Linked DNA regions of Mus musculus: regions 1 and 3 are each linked to region 2. The links are chromatin contacts, called in public ChIA-PET and promoter capture Hi-C maps. All regions are on one chromosome and are shown on one strand. The core of a region is the stretch at or near the end of the contact, and the rest is flanking DNA. Distances in the headings are between cores, read along the strand shown.

Evidence for each region. Promoter capture Hi-C pulls out the DNA fragments that hold promoters and counts their contacts. ChIA-PET counts read pairs in DNA pulled down with a chosen protein or histone mark.
Region 1: a contact with region 2 is called in a promoter capture Hi-C map of the HPC-7 cell line. The contact joins the enhancer-like site here to the promoter of Rnasel in region 2. A contact is called at or near these places in 25 of 39 promoter capture datasets (the 3T3-L1 cell line, 3T3-L1-derived adipocytes, the C10 cell line and 16 more), 2 of 15 datasets of contacts at CTCF or cohesin (large pre-B cells and pro-B cells), 30 of 484 Hi-C or Micro-C datasets (B cells, the Ba/F3 cell line, the G1E-ER4 cell line and 12 more), 31 of 115 datasets of contacts at active chromatin or transcription factors (the 230-238 cell line, CD8 T cells, the HPC-7 cell line and 18 more) and 5 of 9 other capture datasets (adipose tissue, embryonic stem cells, liver and 2 more).
Region 3: a contact with region 2 is called in an RNA polymerase II ChIA-PET map of effector CD8 T cells, with 186 read pairs. The contact joins the enhancer-like site here to the promoter of Rnasel in region 2. A contact is called at or near these places in 18 of 39 promoter capture datasets (3T3-L1-derived adipocytes, the C10 cell line, the HPC-7 cell line and 11 more), 9 of 484 Hi-C or Micro-C datasets (the C10 cell line, CD8 T cells, the HPC-7 cell line and 5 more), 22 of 115 datasets of contacts at active chromatin or transcription factors (the 230-238 cell line, CD8 T cells, the HPC-7 cell line and 16 more) and 5 of 9 other capture datasets (adipose tissue, embryonic stem cells, liver and 2 more).

Annotation. Positions count from the first base shown.
Region 1 is chr1:153,516,482-153,520,900 of GRCm38.p6, reverse strand. Npl (N-acetylneuraminate pyruvate lyase) reads left to right here. Exons shown (of 12, transcript NM_028749.1): 7 at 1,926-2,018. Among named protein-coding and RNA genes, the nearest start is that of Npl, 31 kb to the left of the region's middle. Within about 2 kb of position 2,115, at least 2 of the 459 cell types and tissues checked have an H3K27ac peak or open chromatin away from gene starts, as enhancers often do. A contact at or near this core is called in the HPC-7 cell line, where this site is marked.
Region 2 is chr1:153,748,001-153,752,535 of GRCm38.p6, reverse strand. It overlaps Rnasel (ribonuclease L (2', 5'-oligoisoadenylate synthetase-dependent)), which reads right to left and starts at 3,110. Exons shown (of 9, transcript NM_011882.2): 1 at 2,929-3,110; 2 at 477-677.
Region 3 is chr1:153,615,123-153,619,555 of GRCm38.p6, reverse strand. It overlaps the pseudogene Gm6652. Among named protein-coding and RNA genes, the nearest start is that of Rgs8, 36 kb to the left of the region's middle. Within about 2 kb of position 2,140, at least 30 of the 459 cell types and tissues checked have an H3K27ac peak or open chromatin away from gene starts, as enhancers often do. A contact at or near this core is called in the 230-238 cell line, CD8 T cells, Th1 cells and 7 more, where this site is marked.

The DNA.
Region 1 (4,419 bases), core at 866-3,365, 230 kb after region 2:
AATAAAAATAAAAATAAAAATAAAGCCTTTTAAGCACTAGCGATTGAACTCAGGGTCTGAACTATTCTGGGCCAGAATTTTCCCCCTCTCTTTTTTAAATGTTTGAGAAAATGTCTAAGATATTCAGGCTGGCCCTGAATTTATTTATTTCATTGCCCAGATGTGCAGCACGAAGCGTGTGTGTGTGTGTGTGTGTGTGTGTGTGTGTGTGTGTGTGTGTGTGTACACGTGCATACACCCCACATGAATGCACATAGCCACAGTTGAGTCTAGAGATGAGGGGATGAGAACTTTCAAGACTCCACTCTCTCCTTTGTGGATCTCGGGGATCAAACTCAGGTTGTCAGGCTTGAGCTGCAAGTACTTTTACCTGTGTAGCCTTCCCACGGGCCCCAGGCCTTGAACTTCTGATCCTCCTGCCTCAGTCTCCCTGGAAGCTGGGATCACAGGCCTACACTGCCAGGCCCGGCTATAACCTCCCTCTTGAAGCTGATGTCTCTGCTTTTGTAGAACTGTCTGAGTTCTAGCTTCTTGGCTGTGACTCTGGTGCATAGTCTCTGTTGTTGTCATGTAGTCCTCCTGGGGTAAAAGGACGGGAGTCCTCCATGTCGTTTTCTTGGTAATATGTGATGATCATCTTCTACTAATGGGAAAGTATGTGCCTTGTTCTCCACCCCCACCATGATGGTGATCAAACCCAGTCCTTGGGTATGACATGTATACACTTACATCTGAGCTACACCCTTAGTCCGTGTGTGTGTGTGTGTGTGTGTGTGTGTGTGTGTGTGTGTGTGTGTGCATTTACATGTGGAAGCCAGAAGCTGACTTCAGGTATTTTCCTTTTTTACCATCCAAAATATTTTTTGAGACAGGGTTCCTCTGTCACTGGCCTGGAGTTCACTGACTAGCCAAGGATCCACCTGTGTCTACTTGTCAGAGCAAGTATGACAGGCACACACCGTTACGCCTGCTTTTTACTGGGCGCCAAGGATCTGAGCTCAGGTCTTTCTGCCTGTTCGAGAAGCAGGTACTGACTGGGCCATTTCCTAGCCTCCCTGGAACCTTTTCTCTTTTTCTTTTGGTTTTTTGTTTTTTTTGAGACAGGGTTTCACTGTATCTCCCTGTCTGTCCTGGACCTCACTGTAGACCAGGCTGGCCTGGAACTCAGAAATCCACCTGCCTTTGCCTCCCAAGTGCTGGGATTAAAGGTGTGTGCCACCACTGCCTGGCTCTTTTCTCTTTTTCTTTCTTTCTTTTTTTATGTTTTATTTTTTATTTTTACATTTATTTATTGATTCATTTATTTTTTTGAGAAAGGGTCTTACTATGTAGCACTGGCTAGCTAGGAACTTGCTAGTGTATCAAGCTATTGAACTCACAGATGCTCCCCTGCCTCTGCTTCCCAAGTCTGAGTGTTGGGATTAAAGGTGTGCCCCACTCGGCCCAGTGAGAGCCAGTTTTTTAATGGTATACTAGTGTGGTAGGAAAACAATTATCATATTTTTCAGTTTTATTTGTGTGTGTGTGTGTGTGTGTGTGTGTGTGTGTGTGTGTGTGTGTGTGGTCTGCACATATATCTGAACCTGAACCACACAGGCATGCTTGGTTCCCTCAGAGACCAGCAGACCGTGTCAGATCCTCCAGGACTGGAATAGATGGTTGTGAGCCACTGTGTGAGCATAGAAGTCAGACCTGGATCCTCAGCAGGTGCTTGTCATTTCTGGACCATCTCTCCAGCCCCCTTATTTTGACCTTTCTGCAAAAGAAAAGATAAAACTTAAGGCACAGGGATGTTTAGTTGTGTAGTTGAACGGTAGGGTGGTCAGGAATTTCAGCTTTTCAGCTGTCTGCATCTCACTGAACCATTTCCTAATGCAGAAAAGCCACTTGTCTCATTCGTGTTCACGTGACTCCTATTTTTTCAGATGCCCTGATAAGCTTCCTGAGAGAGGTGGCAGCCGCAGCTCCTACTTTGCCATTTTATTACTACCACATGCCTTCCATGACCGGGGTAAAGAGTAAGTATGGTTTCAATTCTATTTATTTTATGTGTATGACTGCAAGTAACTTCCTTGCATGTATGTCTACACCACGTGGGTGTCTGGTGACCATGGATGTCAGAAGAGGACATCAGATTCCCTGGGACTGGAGTTAGAGATGGTCGTGAGAAGCTCTGTGAACAGAGGAAATGAAAGAAGGACCAGTCTTCCTCCCCTGAGCCATTTGTCCAAAACCCAAGTATTGTTTTTGTTTTTTTTTTTTTAATATTTTCTCCAGCTTCCCCATCCTAAGCCTTCCATCAAGAAATTCTACTATGCCTGATAGTGTTGTCACACCTTTAATCCCAGCACTCAGGAGGCAGAGGCAGGTGGATCTCTTGAGGCCAGTCTGGTCTATAGAATGAGTTCCAGGACAGCCAGGGCTCCACAAAGAAACTCTGTCTTGAAAAACAGAACAAATACACAAAAAACGCTCTCCATCCCACCTTACTGGACTAGACAGCTCACTGATGAGGCAGTTAAAATTGCTCCAAAGCAAGCCATCCCATTACCTCAGCCTTCATCAGTCATTCACATCACCTTATTTATATAGAGGCTCTTAGACTTAAAAGAAGAGTTGATAAAATGAGCTGTGGCACACACGCCTGTAATTTTCTGTAGAGACAGGTGGATTGGGTCAGTCTAGGCTGCATGAGATTTCTTCTTTCTTCTTCTTCTTCTTCTTCTTCTTCTTCTTCTTCTTCTTCTTCTTCTTCTTCTTCTTCTTCTTCTTCTTCTTCTTCTTCTTCTTCTTTTTTTTAAAGAATTATTTATTAAGCCGGGCGTGGTGGTGCACGCCTTTAATCCCAGCACTTGGGAGGCAGAGGCAGGTGGATTTCTGAGTTCGAGGCCAGCCTGGTCTACAAAGTGAGTTCCAGGACAGCCAGGGCTATACAGAGAAACCCTGTCTCGAAAAACCAAAAAAAAAAAAAAAAAAAAAAAAAAGAATTATTTATTTATTATATGTAAGTACACTGTAGCTGTCTTCAGACACTCCAGAAGAGGGCATCAGATTTCATTACGGATGGTTGTGAGCCACCATGTGGTTGCTGGGATTTGAACTTGGGACCTTCGGAAGAGCAGTCGACGCTCTTAACCACTGAGCCATCTCACCAGCCCCCTTCTTCTTCTTTTTAAGATTCTCTTTAAAAAAAAAGAGAGAGAGAAATTTTTATTTATTTTCTGCATATTTCTCTTCAGACACACCAGAAGAGGGCATCAGATCCCATTACAGATGGTTATGAGCCACCATGTGGTTGCTGGGAATTGAACTCAGGACTTCTGGAAGAGCAGTCAGTGCTCTTAAGTGCTGAGCCGTCTCTCCAGCCCCATGGAAGAATAAGAAAATTTGATAGGCTAAAACAGAAAGACTGCCATGAGTGGTTGCTGGTGGGGTTAGGCAGCCTAGGCTATAGCATAAACTCTAGGCATATATAGCAACCGCTTTGTATCTCCATATTCATTTAACTGGTTAGTTTTGCCATAATGGGGCTTGAACCCAGGTGTCACTCATACTAGGCAAGTGGTCTGCCACTGAACTGTATCCCAAACCCTCTGCATCTTCTATTAGAAGGTAGGAGACAGTAAATCGCACTGGACAGGAACTGCCTGCACCTTCTCCCTGCTGTAGTCCCAGTGCCTAGCCTGTGGGAGGTGTCTTATCTCCCTGACTTTTCCTCTAGGTTTTTTTTTTTCTTTTGTTGTGTGCATTCTGGACAAATATTCTGCTTCTGAACTACACGTACTTTAACTGTGTGTGCGTGGGCATGCGTGTTTGTGTCCCTGTGTCTGTATCTGTGCGTTGCTCGGGATCAAGCCCAAGGCCTCATGCATGTCCCGCTGTTCCTTTACTCCTGAGAGATCCTCAGCCCAAGGCTATAACCCTCTGAGGAAGAAATGGTCTTCAGTACTTGCTCATACTTACCACCTAACAGAAAGACTTCACCTCTGGTCACCAAACAGTAATGCGCGTAGGGACTTCCCCCTGCCAGCCGTTAGTTCTCCATTGGAGGTGAAGTGTTTAGCTTATGAGTCCACGTCTATCACCGACTACCTGGAGATAGCAGCAGATCCTGCAGGTTGGGCAGCCAGACCCAGCTTATGGCCTTTGCCTCTGACCCGTGGCAGAGTGGGGCTCTCCTAACTCCATCCTTGAGTTTGAATTATTTGCAAGGGCAGCTCATGAGACTCAAAGAAATCCTCTTACCTATTTAAGACCTATAACGGTATGTAGGAAGGGATGCGGGACACTTCCGTGCCCTCTCTAGATGCAGAGGGACCTCCATATGTTCACCAATCCAAAAGCTCTCTGGATCCTCTTTTAAGGGTAAAGACTTTATTATATAGCTGTAATTGATTATGTCATTGGCCATTGATGATT
Region 2 (4,535 bases), core at 1,861-4,360:
TAGCTGTATCTGCTACAAACTGTGCAAAACCTCATTCTCTGAGATCTACATCTGCAGTATATTCTGAATACGAAGCACCAAAGTTGTTGTCCAAAGCATTTGTGTAATGGGTCCTAACTGCCACTGGCTGTGAGGTGAGTTGGTGTAATGAAAAGAACAGAGGAGGGAAGAAAATCAGGGGACTCTGATATGGGAGGGAAAAGCCCACTCCAGAACAGAGCCCTGCAGCAAACAAGCCCGAGCTCACTTTCATTTTCTCCTTCCTCGGTTCAGAGCTGCGCCAGAAGCAGAGGACATAAATAAACAGTGTAAGAACCGTGACAGCACCCGTGGAAGCGCTTAGGAGCACAGGGACACAGCCAAGTTGCTATCAGTCCCAGCTCCCCAGTCCTCCAGACCTCTTCATCCTTGCCCCGACCCAGGCTGAGAGAGATTAGGCAAGGAACACCTCCACAGCCAGCTCTCCTCTAGCCTACCTTCTACTCCTCTTCTCAGCAGGCATTCCTTTGGCTGCAACAACCCCTACAGAAAATGCTTCCTTGTGGTGAGTCGCTGAGCCATCAGGGAGGAGCCAAGAAAGGAGTGAGAAAACGGAAGAACAGAAGTCATGGGTGCAGCGTCAATCCGGGCACAGCCTGAGCAATCTTCACCTCCTGGAGGAAGACAAGGGCTGTCCCCTGACCTCAGAGGACAGATATGATAGGCTTGTGCCTTCTCTGTTATCACAAGTCGCCTGTGTTCTTGGAAGGAAACAAGGAAATGAACGCACAATCTACTATGTAGCCATCTTGTCTTAGAATTTACTGCTGTGAACACACACCATGACCAAGGCAAGTCTTATAAGGACATTTAATTAGGACTGGCTTACAGGTTCAGAGATTCAGTCCATTATCATCAAGGTGGGAGCATGGCAGTGTCCAGGCAGGCATGGTGCAGGAAGAGTCGAGAATTCTACATCTTTATCTTCAGGCTGCTAGGAAAAGACTTGCTCTCAGGTAGCTAGGATGAGGGTCTTAAATCCCATGCCCACAGTGACACACCTACTCCAACAAGGCCTCACCTCCTAATAGTGCCACTCTGTGGGGTAAACATAGTGTCTTAGTTAGGGTTTTACTGCTGTGAACAGACACCATGACCAAGGCAAGTCTTAATAAAACAACATTTAATTGGGGCTGGCTTACAGATTCAGAGGTTCAGTCCATTATCATCAAGGTGGGAGCATGGCAGTATCCAGGCAGGCATGGTGCAGGCAGATCTGAGAGTTCTACATCTTCATCCAAAGGCTGCTAGTGGAAGACTGACTTCCAGGCAACTAGGGTGAGGATCTTATGCCCACACCCACAGTGACACACCTATTCCAACCAGGTCACACCTATTCCAACAAGGCCACATCTCCAGATGGTGCCACTCCCTGGTCCAAGGATATACAAACCATCACACATAGTCAAACCATCCCACAGCTAATACATGGCAGGCAGAGAGTCTTTTGCCAGTGATGACTGTAAGTGCTGCTTGGACTACAGTAGCTTACTACAAAATTCCAAAGCTCTGGGCAGAGCTTGCTCCTGATGCAGAGAAGGAATGTGTGTGTGTGTGTGTGTGTGTGTGTGTGTGTGTGTGTGTGTGTGTGTGTGTGTGTGTGTGTGCATTACATGCTGTGTGTGTTTGGGCAGGCTGATGGAGGTCAGAAGACAACTTTGGGTGTCAGTTCTCTGCTTCTTCCTGTACACCCTTCCAGGGCTCAAACTCAGGTCACCGGGCTTGTCTGGCAAGCACCTTTGCCTGCTGAGTCTCTAAGTACATTTAAAAGAAAAGGCGTATAATAAGATTTCTAGGTATGAAGTAGTCCCTGGCAGTCCCTATTCCTATGGGCTTCGTGGGTGCCTCGATATATCCCGCCGTTTCTGGTCTGTCTTCCTGTGTGCTATTTTGCTACCTGAACAGATAATAGTAACAAGGATTATGGTGGTGGTGGTGGTGGTGGTGTGGCAGCAGTTATGCTAAGGACAGAAAACATTTGTATAGCTCTTGAGTGTACTTCAGGAACTGTTCTGAGCACTTCACAAATACCAACCCAGGGATGCAAATCTTGTGATAGCTACTGCTTTTCACCCCCACTTTACAGCTAGAGAATCCAGGGAACAAAGCGGGTAAGTAGCTTGCTGTGCTTTGGAAACTGGGCTACATCACAGAGAAGGACGCTCCTGCCTTCGTTATCATTGAAGCCAGATGGGGAACCAAACAACTGCATCTTGTGCTGTATCTTATGATGAAAACCCCACAGGGAAGAGTTAAGCAGATGTGGAGGGGCCGTTAGAGTACTGGGATGGGAGTCCCTGAGACGCAGGCAGTCAGTAAAGTGTTTCCTTTATGAGTTATGGGAGGATGGGGTTTACTGACTTTCCCCGTGGCCTGTTCAGCTTGTTTTCCTTCTATAACTGAGGACCACCTGCTCAGAGGTGACACCACCCACATTGATTATTAATCAAGAAAATGCCCCCCAGGAACATGCTAACAGGCCCAGCTAGTGGGGACAATTCCCCAGTTAAGGTTCCCTCTTCCAGGTGACTTCCAGTTTGTATCTAGTTGAGAAAAACTAACCAGCTGTCCGACCACCACAGCTCTGAGCTGGCACTCTAAAGCTGTTCTGTTTTTGACGGCCACCTGAGCCACAAGTCACGTATGAGTCATCGAAGGGTTACTAATTGGAGTGCCTACACTGTTACCTTTAACCTAGACTGTTAGAATTAGGCACCCAGTGCCAGCCCAGAGCAGGTGACATTAGTTTGTCCTGAGCAGACGAAGTGACAAAGACTCCTAGAGAACACTGGCTCTCCGCCCCACCCAGAGCAGCTAGCTTGTGTTCAGGAAGCTTGCCTGTCATAAACAAATAAGAACTCCGCCCAGAAACCTCTGAGCCTTGCTTACATACGTGATCCTGACAGGCTTGGGGTGGCAGGAATGATCTGGGGTGCGAGGAAACAAAGACTCGTGCGCAACTGGATGCTGTTCGGAAGCAAGAGAAATTCCGCGAAGGACACTTTCACTGTTGTTTTCTAGGAACCAGACAGAACAAAGAGGAGCTTTGCCACAGAAAGCAGAAATCACTCAGATTAGCCAGCAGAGGGCGACGTTCAGCTACTTTTGGTCTTCATTCAGTTCCCTTGTTTGTGTCTTGTTCCCCCAAGGTCATGGGATGGCTACTCTAATTGTTGCCGATTTCCATGGGGTTGTTTGTGTCTGGGGGAAGTAATTCATACCGCCGCTGAGCGGAGCTGCCAGGGCCGTCTTGCTCACCCGTATGTGTGTTCCCTCATATTTAGAGTTGAGCCACAGTTGATATGTTGGAGAATAGGTTCCGCTTACAAGAACCAGCTAGTCCGAATGGGTCGTTTTGAAAAGCTAAGTTTCATTTCCCGCATCCTGGAACCTTCTCCCTAGAGAAGAGCTTTAAACAACCCAGAGCAGACCCCGGAGTCGTTGAAGATCTAACCGATTTGTAAGAGGTAAGGCTGGCGCGCTGGTTTGTTACTTTTTATTTATTTTTTATGATTTCCAAAGCCCAATTCTAAAAATGATTTGAGGCCACTTATAATACAAAATGTGCCTATAATAAAATCCTAAACTATAAACACATAAAGGATGAGAGACCCAGTAATTAACAGAGGAAGGCATCCATCAGATTCCACCAGAAAACTCAACTCTGGATCAAGGCCAGGGCAGGAAGTATAAGTCCCCCTTGTGAAGAAAACACAGTAATTCTTTAGCTGTCACATCACGTGAGCATGGGGGGAGGGGCACCTGGTACCAGCTGTCTGCTTTGGGGAGGGACAAATGCTGGGACAGATCTGCATGGAGGAGGACAGATCTGTATGACAGGAGAGTCTAAGACAGGAACCATGACTTCCCTTGGACCATCTTGAACCAAAGATCTCTTCTGGGTGGGATTTAAACTTTGAAGGAATAATTTACCAAGGGTAGACAGCAGGCACAGGAGTGAGTGGGAAACCTGGACTGGATACACGGAGAGGAAACAAACGGCCAACGCAAATGTAAGGGCATTTTCCCTCTTCCTCCTGAACCACTTCCCACTGTGGTATCCTCGATCCTTCCTTTGACCAAAAAGAACATCAGACTTCCGGCTCACATCCAGACTCGCACTTAGCTTACCAAACCCTTCTGGGAACTTGGGTAGAAGCCAGTGCTGTAACGTTGTACCAGTAGAAGGTTGACCTTCTCCTATCTGCAATGTGTGAGTGGTCTGGGCTGGCTGCTATGCAGCTCCAGCTGACTGGTATCTCTTTACATTTATTGGAGTGATTCACATAAACGCTCTGGCTTCTATGTCTTTAATGTTATAGGATTCTTACAGGAATTACAGGAATTAACATATGCCGAGTATTTAGAGCAGTATCTGCCGCAGACAAGTGTTTGCTGTTTTTGAGCATGTCACCAAGCCGTCTAACACACACTTTTCACACATTTTCTGTCATCACAAAACCTCTCTGAAGCCAATACTATTTATAGTCACATTT
Region 3 (4,433 bases), core at 891-3,390, 130 kb after region 2:
AGAGCTAAATGGCTAGAAGGGGAGGCCGTAAATCCAGAACTTTCTTTTGAATGGTAAAAATAATAAACTCATAAGCGGAGAGCCTAAAAAAAAATATTTATTTCATTTACATTTCCAATGCTATCCAAAAAGTCCCCCACCCACTCCCACTTCTTGGCCCTAGTGTTCCCGTGTACTGAGGCAGATAAAGTTTACACGACCAATGGGCCTCTCTTTCCACTGATGGCCGACTAGGCCATCTTCTGATACATATGCAGCTAGAGACACGAGCTCTGGGGGGTACTGGGTAGTTCATATTGTTGTTACACCTATAGGGTTGCAGATCCCTTTAGCTCCTTGGGTACTTTCTCTAGCTCCTCCATTGGGGCCCCTGTGATCCATCCAATAGCTGACTGTGAGCATCCACTTCTGTGTTTGTTAGGCCCCGGCATAGTCTCACAAGAGACAGCTATATCTGGGTCCTTTCAGCAAAATCTTGCTAGTGTATGCAATGGTGTCAGCGTTTGGAGACTGATTATGGGATGGATCCCCAGATATGGCAATCTCTAGATGGTCCATTCTCTCCTCTCAGCTCCAAACTGTGTCTCTGTAACTCCTTCCATGGGTGCTTTGTTCCCAATTCTAAGAAGGGGCAAAGTGTCCACACTTTGGTCTTCATTCTTCTTGAGTTTCATGTGTTTAGCAAATTAAGTCCTAGCCAGAACAATTCGACAACAAAAGGAGATCAAGGGGATACAAATTGGAAAGGAAGAAGTCAAAATATCACTTTTTTGCAGATGATATGATAGTGTATATATAAGTGACCGTAAAAATTCCTCCAGAGAACTCCTAAGCCTGATAAACAGCTTCAATAAAGTAGCTGGATATAAAATTAACTCAAACAAGTCAATGGCCTTTCTGTACACAAAGGATAAACAGGTTGAGAAAGAAATTAGGGAAACAACACCCTTCTCAATAGTCACAAATAATATAAAATACCTTGGCGTGACTCTAACTAAGGAAGTGAAAGATCTGTATGATGAGAACTTCAAGTCTCTGAAGAAAGAAACTAAAGAAGATCTCAGAAGATGGAAAGATCTCCCATGCTCATGGATTGGCAGGATCAATATAGTAAAAACGGCTATCTTGCCAAAAGCAATCTACAGATTCAATGCAATCTCCATCAAAATTCCAACTCAATTCTTTAACAAATTAGAAAGGACAATCTGCAAATTCATCTGGAATAACAAAAAACCTAGGATAGCAAAAACTCTTCTCAACAATAAAAGAACCTCTGGTGGAAAAACCATGCCTGACCTAAAGCTGTACTACAGAGCAATTGTGATAAAAACTGCATGGTACTGGTATAGCAACAGACAAGTAGACCAATGGAATAGAATTGAAGACCCAGAAATGAACCCACACACCTATGGTCATTTGATCTTTGACAAGGGAGCAAAAACCATCCAGTGGGAAAAAAAACAGCATTTTCAACAAATGGTGCCAGCCAGTTTTCATAACAGACTCCAGTTTCTGAACTGCTCACTCAATTCCTGTCTCTTCTGAAAGGCATGTCTCTTTGAATTTATTTGATCACTTTAATACTGGTAAACACTTAAATACTTTATTCACAATACTAAATATATGATTAATACTTAAATATTTTTTTATTAAACTCATCTTTAAAAAAACAACAGATCTACACCAAAAAGCTTTCTCTAGATTTTTCTTCTTTTGCTTCCGTTGTCTTCCCTTGGGCCTACACATTTCTATTTTAGAGTACCAGAAATTACAAATATGTTTTTGAGAATGACTGTGTCTAACCACAGACCATCATCGGAAAATGACTAGTCATAAAAGTGGCCTACATGGCATAAATTCGAAAGCTCTTTCACTAAACATCTTGTCTAATGTGCTATGTGGTCTTGAGTCCCTACTATGTAGGAGTGTATAACAGTTAAGGTAGAAGCTTCCGGTTTGCTGCTGAAACTGTGTAACGGGTAACACCTCACCTCCTTCTCAATCTTCCATTGGTTCCTTTGTGGCTACCAAAAAGTTCTAAAGTTTCCAAAACCCACTCGGTCTGTTCAACATTGTGCCCGTGACCATCATTTGACAGGCAGGAGGACCACAGCACTTCTGAGTTCTGCGCATGCCCAGTGCATCCTTCCTGTTCTGGGGTTCCCTCTCTGCTCCGTCCTGTGAGCTTATCAACAGAAAACATCGAGCACTGCTTGGTAGCACTTCAGTTCCACCTTGGCTTATTGGTTACTTTTTTCTCACTTTGTGCAGAAAAGCAACTTAAGGAAGGAAGGACTTCTTCTGGCTTGCAGTTGGAGAGTTAGTCCGTCGTGACAAGTTAGACTACAGCAGCTCAATTAGAGCGTTGGCGACAGAAAGAAGTGTGTGTTGTCTGGTCACAGAGACATATCTCCTAGGTGATTCTAAATCCAGTTATGATGACAATCAAGAGTCACCATCACACATGGTTATAATTGTATATACACATAAATATGTACATATATATATATACTTCCACACCTACGTGCACATGTATTTATACTTTTAATCCTCTTGATTTAGTAAGAACTCCTCTGCTTTGAAGTAACAGAGCCAGCACTGGCAATGTGACACTGAGTGATGTGAGCTTGATCCCTAGTATTCCTATGGAGGAAGGAGAGAATGGATAGAATGGATTTCTACTCATGGTCCTCTGCCTCTCACATACAGGCCATAATAACACATCTGCACACACACACATCATAATAATAAAAATTTAAAGAATAAAGAATTAGGGGGTTGGAGAGATAGCTCAGTGGTTAAGAGCACAGACTGCTCTTCCAGAGGTCCTGAGTTCAAATCCCAGCAGCCACATGGTGGCTCACAACCATCTGTAATGAGATCTGACGCCCTCTTCTGGTGTGTCTGAGGACAGCTGCAGTGTACTTACATATAATAAAGAGATAAATCTTTTTTAAAAATTAGATTAACAGCTCACGTTGCTCCTGCATTTCACAAATACTTATTTAGTGCCTACCACGCACCAGGTTCTAGGAGTTGGGATGACCTGAAGAGAAGGGAAAAGGGAAGAGCTCGTGTAACTGAAAAGCTAACTTCAATGCTGGTTATAACTGGATCTAAGGATGCCATCAAAATTACTCTCTCCCACTTCCCCTCTCAAAGGATGCTTCTCTTATCTCTACTTTTGTTGGGCATGCTTTAGTCTCCATCACCCAGAATGACTGAAATGGCCACAGCTGCCATTTCAGCCATGCTGTCAAGAGCCAAGGAAAGAAGAGTGGTTTTCTGCACCTAGGGAAAGGGCATTTTAGGGACTTGCTGAAGGCAAGCTGAGACAGGAATAGTGTGGACTACTCCGCGTGTCTCTCAGTCACGTTCCTGTGTGCCAGGAAGCTTCTGGCCCTCTGGAAGGTGTCTCTAGGTGTCACCCAACCAGTCACACCAAAACTTAATACTTTTCAAAAGTATTTGAAATCAAGGAAGACCCGGGCAGAGGCTGCGGCTTGGCTGCTGAGGTGGGAGTGGGGAGAACCAAGTCCTGTAAGTTATCCTCTGACCTCACACACTGCCCATGACACACTGCACACATCACTACGTAACATGCTGAAGTTAACTTTGGCAGTCAGTCTCCTACAAAATGTCTCTCCTTTACCAGCATGTTGCTCTCCAACACACACACACACACACACACACACACACACACACACACACACACTTGGGGGAGGGGGAAACTCAGTTGATAGAATGCGTCCCTGAAATGCTAGTGAGATGGGCCACTCATTAATGCAATAAGACTCAACCAAGCTCCATTATTGCAGGTAAAAGAAGGATACGCTGGTTGAGCTTTTAAAATAAAATAGCATGACTCCATTATCAAAACGTTAAACTAGCAATTTACGAAAAACATTTATGTATACACATTTCAAACGGTGCAGGGTGGAAGAAATCATGAATAAGTTGTGAACACTTAGTTACAAGGTAACATCTGCCTCTGCTTCTGAAACCACTAGGAGTTCCTGTGTATCCTTCCTTCCTGCATCCTTCATCCTTCCTTCCTCCTTTCCTCCCTTCCTTCCTGTATGGATGTCCCTCGTGTGTGTATGTCTGTACAACACATACCTGCTGAGTGAGCGTCTGGTTGGGGGGAGGGGGGAGTGGAGCATCAGAGCCCCAGAGACTAGAGTTACAGATAGTTGTGAGTCCCCATGTGGTTCTGGGAATCAAACCCAGAGCCTCCACAAGAACAGCTCTGCTGGTTTCTTTTGGTTTGGGTTTGGTTTTGGTTTTAAAAGGATCTCACTATGGAGCCCTGGCTGTCCTGGAACTCACTATGTAGACCCAGCTAGCTTCAAACTCACAGAGCTCTGCTTGTCTCCACCTCTCAAGTACTGGAATTAAAGGTGAGGCCACCATGCCCAGGTTGGTCAGTGATC